2 separate regions of the Drosophila melanogaster genome follow, and region 2 is linked to region 1. A link is a contact called in public Hi-C data. All regions are on one chromosome and are shown on one strand. The core of a region is the stretch at or near the end of the contact, and the rest is flanking DNA. Distances in the headings are between cores, read along the strand shown.

Evidence for each region. Hi-C and Micro-C count contacts between places; a contact is called where the count stands out from the background.
Region 2: a Hi-C map of the Kc167 cell line shows a contact between it and region 1, with 2.5 times the contacts expected there. A contact is called at or near these places in 8 of 107 Hi-C or Micro-C datasets (the D17-c3 cell line, the Kc167 cell line, the ML-DmBG3-c2 cell line and 4 more).

The regions. Positions count from the first base shown.
Region 1 is chr3L:13,386,334-13,389,178 of dm6, forward strand. CG10171 reads right to left here and starts at 1,574. Exons shown (of 3, transcript NM_168542.3): 1 at 1,333-1,574; 2 at 268-1,277; 3 at 1-205. The coding sequence starts at 1,441. The coding sequence ends at 382. It overlaps Poc1 (Proteome of centrioles 1), which reads right to left. Exons shown (of 2, transcript NM_140383.2): 1 at 2,661-2,845; 2 at 1,966-2,593. The coding sequence ends at 2,297.
Region 2 is chr3L:13,485,431-13,488,181 of dm6, forward strand. It overlaps Tgi (Tondu-domain-containing Growth Inhibitor), which reads left to right and starts at 1,367. Exons shown (of 4, transcript NM_140401.2): 1 at 1,367-1,577; 2 at 2,133-2,300. The coding sequence starts at 2,240. Abp1 (Actin binding protein 1) reads right to left here and starts at 850. Exons shown (of 5, transcript NM_140400.2): 1 at 173-850; 2 at 1-110. The coding sequence starts at 427.

The DNA of each region.
Region 1 (2,845 bases), core at 324-2,823:
TTCGTGTTTAGTAGAGTTAATACACAAAATGGAGGTGAACAGTCACAGTAACAACAACGTCATAATCCGTAAAGGAACATGGTTAGCTACCTTAGAGTAAATATAATCTAACTGCCTTGGCTATTCGGTGCCCAATCGTTGTTTTCATCGAGTCTCATAGGTTGGTTAGTTCGCTAGGCGATATGTAAGCTTCATAAAAATATATCTATGGAGGGTATTTCACCGGCGTTATGAAATTATAAATGGTTAACAATTGTACATATATACCTGTCTAAAAGGCTTTATGAGGATGGGTTTATGTTTAACACGGAATTCAATCTTGTGAGGCAGCCTTTGACATTTTTAGCTATTGAATGCAGCTAATCCTAATCCAAAACAGCATTAGCGCACGGGCCAGAATCTCTGGGCCAGGAGAGGAATGGTGACGCCGGTGACGATGCTGGAAATCAGGTTGACACTATGGTTGTCCAGGATGCGCAGTCCGCTTACGTGGCGCACTCCCTTTCCAGGTGTATCCACAATCTTGCCTTCCTCATTGATGCCCGAGAACTGCAGCAGACCACCTAGGACAGAGTCCAAAAGGGACCCAAAAAGTCCAGCGATGCCACCGAAGGCGATGATTGGCCATTGTGGTGGGCTAATCAGAAGCATTTTGGCCTCAACCGTGTAACGAACGGTGACGAAATAGCCAAAGCCGACGAGCAGACCGCCGAGCAGACTCACCGCGACGCCGAGCAACGAAACCCCACCATTGGTACCGCGCGGCACTCTGCGCCAGGTGATGATAGAAACTGGATCGCGTTGCGACAGCACGGATCCTAGTTCACTGGACCAGGTGTCGCCATTGCAACAGGCAAACGCACTCATAACGGCCACACCCAGCCAGCTGGATCGGTATTCTCGTGCGAAGTCCACCGCCCGCTCGCCACTACCGCAGTCCAGCAGATAAAGCAATGCAAGCTGGGCGGCCATGCCTCCGTTGCAGAGTACCTGTATCCAGTTTCGTTGGCCTTCGCCCTCGCGAAAATCGCTCTCGAAACGGCGTTTCATGTGCGCGCGGAACTTGGTGGCCCGCGATGAGCTGAAGAAGAACACCACCAAGCTGGCGAAGAACGGATGGCTGGCGATGGAGAGAATGAAGGCCACCAGAATGCCCAGCGCAGCTCCAGATCGGTTGACGCTCCTCCGGCGCAGAGCCACAGTCATCAGGGCCAAGGGCGCCAGTGTGGAGAAGAGCCAGCGCACCGGCGGAATCACCCGGGACTCTGTCGGATAACCTTTTGGCATTAGTTGACCCCAGGTAACGTTCGCACTGGAATCCATATAGCTCACCCTCAAAGTCACTGCTCCAGAACTTGGACAGCGCCACATTGCCCAGCCACATGAACAGCGAGATCGGCACGGACAGTCCGCAGAAGAGCACTGGCATCCAGTCACGCATCTTGACGTTTTATGGGCGCTGTTTATCGCCACTTTCTCCGGCGGGTTTTGTTTATTTATATGAGCCAGTGATGCCGTTGACTAGTGTTTGAAAATACCAAATGTTAATGTGTCAAATGTATGGCAACCTGGCTTTTAGTTCAACGAAGACTCAACCCATTCCGTTTTTAAATGAAGATTCAATTTTAAATAAATTATTTTGAAAAATAATTTTGTTTCTATGTAAAAATTGTTTATTACTTTTATTCTTATATATATTATAAATTCGAGTGTGCTCTCAGTATTTAAAATCTTGTTTAGGCATTTAAATGAATTCAAAATATCCAAATAAAGTTAATTTGAACACGATTGTTATTAAATAAACATATTTAGAGAGTAAGATCTTTACCATTTTCTTTTTAGGGGTATGAGCCATCGGAACCCCTTTGAATATTTTATAAAAATAAATATATTTAAACGAAAAAGGGTATTTACAGCAATCATTTTAATTTTAAATTGCAAAATAAAATTCATAGTGATGGATCTAAAATTGTTCAATTGCTTTTTATAAAATGCGTCATACAGTGGAGCAGATATATTTAATAATTTCACAATTTAATTATCAAGGATCGCTATTAATTATGATTGGTACATTAATTTTAACTACGTTTAATTGTATTTTAGGGAGCTTAGAAGGCTATAAAGAGTATATGCCCTCCAATCGTCGCACACGCTCATCGATCGAGTCCAATAGTTTGCTGATCTCGTCCAGCCGCGCGGAACAGGAGCACAAGTCCGACCCAGATTCGATGGACACATCCAGTACCTGCGGAATGTTCGGCTGGTTATGTGCGGCAAAGGCTACTGAACGTGTTGGTTAAAAGAAGCGCGGACTGGAGCTATGCTGTTTGAAGTCCATGCCGTGACCGAGCACCTTCTCCGGCTGCGTCGAATGTTTACTGTCGAGCACCTGAAAGTTTTCTTCCGAGAGCTGATAGGCCAGCGATTGGCGCGGATCAATGCGGATACTAAGGTCATTGGACTTGGATGTCGAACTGCCTTCGCTCTGTTTGGAGGAAACGCCACTGCTTTCGCAACTGGAGGAAGCCAGCGCAGACTTGGCTTCAAACTGCGAAGCATCATAGGTGTGTAGGTTCGACTGCCAGACCAGGAGCTGCAAGCGAAACAGAAATCAAGGAGTAAAATTATCTTCATACCTTTATTAAGAAACAGAAACTCACCTGGCGATCACTGCCACCGGTAGCAAATTTGTCGCCATCGCGACTGAATGCCACCGCATTCACCGCATCAGTGTGGCCCGTCAAAGTGTAGATGGGTCTTCCCTCCAGCAGGTCTAGGATGCGGATGGTGCGGTCGTCACTTCCGGAGAGCAGGAAGTGTCCGCTGGGATGAAAGGCCACATCGT
Region 2 (2,751 bases), core at 117-2,616, 99 kb after region 1:
TCGTCCTCGTTCCGGGCATTGATGGTAAGGTGAGCGCCGGACAGCAAATTACTCACATCACGTATGTGGTTGGCGCAGGTACCCTTGCGTAGAACAGGTGCGCCCTCGCCCTGAATGGGAGCACAGTCAGATTATGCGTAGCTCGATTAGATAAGGGCGCCGTCGGACTCACCTGCCAGTTGATGAGCAAGTACTTGTTGAGGCCCGTTTTGGGGTCTTCGATTCGGACGAAGGCGTACATAATCTTGCCGCTATTTAGGTCTTCGTTTAGCTCATCCACGCCGCCATCGCCGGTGGCCACCACCTTCAGCTCGTTGGTCTGACCCTCGTAGCCAAAGAGGGACCAGTTCGTGTCGCTCTTATCGTCCAGCACATCCTTCCAGGCGGCCACTATTTGCGCCCGATTCTTCTCGAAGCTGACGGCCATAATTCCAGACTGACAACGACCTTGAGCAGCGAGATCTTGGCCAGCTTTCACTGGGTCGCCTTATCGGGGTGCCCTCTTCGTCAAGTGAAAGCCAACGCCTCGCGAAGACTCCAAATTTGCTTGGGTTGTCTTGTCTTAAATTTTAATTAAGTGCAGCCGCCTCACAAAGGCACACAGACGTACACAAACACAAGCAGAACAATGGGATAGTGGGTGATTGATTTTCCAGTATGTGCGAATTTCCAGCGGCTTTCCAAATTCCACTTTTCCACCTTAATCCTTCGAGTTATGCGTGCAGAAATAGGTTTAACTTAACGCTCAAGCAATTGCAACTCCCCAATTAACCAATTTGATTGGAATTTTAAAATATTCGATCGCTGGCGGCGACCCACACACTTTTTTTGCAACAACAAACTAGAGCTGGGACAACAGGCGATGTCTAATCGATACTTTCAATGTTGCCACTGTGCCGCTATCGATGGTTTTTACTTGTAAAATTGAAATTAAATAACAGAGGTTTTAGAACGTATCTAGTAACGTGTACCTCGTCTAATAGGCTTTGATTTACTTTATCGTTTTTCTTATAGGTGTTAGTCGTAAAGTTTCAACTATATATATAAGCATTATCTTCTTTTTTAATAATCACACATACGAACATTTTTCGTTTTTATATTTTATTCAACTTTTTTGTATCTCTATCCAATGGAAAAAACTGGTATATGGTGTTTATTCATATCATAACCTTTATATTTGCTTATAATATACTTTGCAAATACTATTGACAAATAATATGTTTTAGGTTGTTAGGTATGTTTACATTGTTTGTACATTAAGTTTTCTAAAAATGGTTCGAGTCAACGCTAATGTTATATGTGGGCTTAAGTCACCGCTGAACAATATTAGTGTTGGTAAGGCTGAGCAAATATCGATGTGAATACAGACTGATGACTTTGGCCATCGATGTTACATCGACGTATCTTCCAGCTCTAACGCGAACTGAACTATTATTGCAATTATACCAAAAATCATCGAACCCCCGCTTTTCCCAGCGCAAATCGTGAAAAGTCGGTGAAAATTAGCGAGGATAAATCGCCGTACAGCTGAGGAGCAGGATTCCAGCGAGGATTTGAAGGCGCACACCTGGCGAAAGGTAAAGTGGCTCCACTGTTGTGGCCTGATATTTACGTATATTAATGTGGAAACTAGACGTCGGATGCTGGCTGGCTGTATGGTTGGCTGACTGGCTAGCAACAATATGGCTCTGGCTGCTGTACTTTGGTCATTGCCGAAATATTCAACGGAGCAGCCCCCGAACTCTTGGTCTTGGGGCCTCCGAAAAAAACCAGTCCCAAGTGCATCGTGGCCCCTCACCGCCCCGCCACCGTGCATGTCCCCTCATCAGCATCCACTTCCACAGCTTTCCGATCAGATGGCAACTGTTTGGCAGCAGGATTTCGCCTTCGTCTTACTTGTTTCAAGTCAGCCAGTCAGGCAGTCAGTCTTTGTTCGCTTTGGTTTGGTTTTGGCTTTGGTTTTGGTTTTGTTCCATTTACATATATGCCAATGCCAGGCTCGGGCGATATATCCAGTTTTTCACTTGGATATCTCGGTGTATATATTGTAAGGCACACATACGAGAGAGATGTGTGTGCGGCTTAAGTGTGTGTGGTGCGGCTGTTCATGGTCAATTTCTTTGCATTTTCAGTGTGAAACTCATGCGGTGCAGATCGAGTCGGTGCAGGAGCAGCGAAACCAAGTCCAAGTCCAACTCCAAATCCACGTCCAATCCCACGTAGAAGCGTTGAGATCATCATGGAAACGGCGCTGGATGTACTCTCTAGAGCGGCGACCATGGTGCAAAACAATCCCAGCGGTAAGTGAACAAACCGATCCGACCCAGACTTACAGACCAACAAAAAAACACCAACTGGAGCCATTAACCAATTCCGTTTAAAAAGAGTCGACAATTTTTATGATTTCAACTTGGCCAACAACATGCCCTGATGTACTCAACCCAAACGGGGCAGTGGGGGTGGGGGTTATACACAGCTCTTTTATGGCTTTCACCTTTGAGCCAAGAAGACTCGGAAAGTATTTCAACAATGTGTCAGACACAGAAAGAAATGCCCAGTAATATGAACATCTTGCGTCTAAAACATTCATGGGAATGTAAAGCAGTGATTCAAATTAGTAGTAGCTCTTTACAAATTTAAAATAATTTCTGAATGGATTTAATGTGAATGAACTTGGAAAACTCTACAAGTCTGCTAAACTGATAAGTCTTAATAGATGTCAAGATTTTTGCTTACATAAAAACATCATTA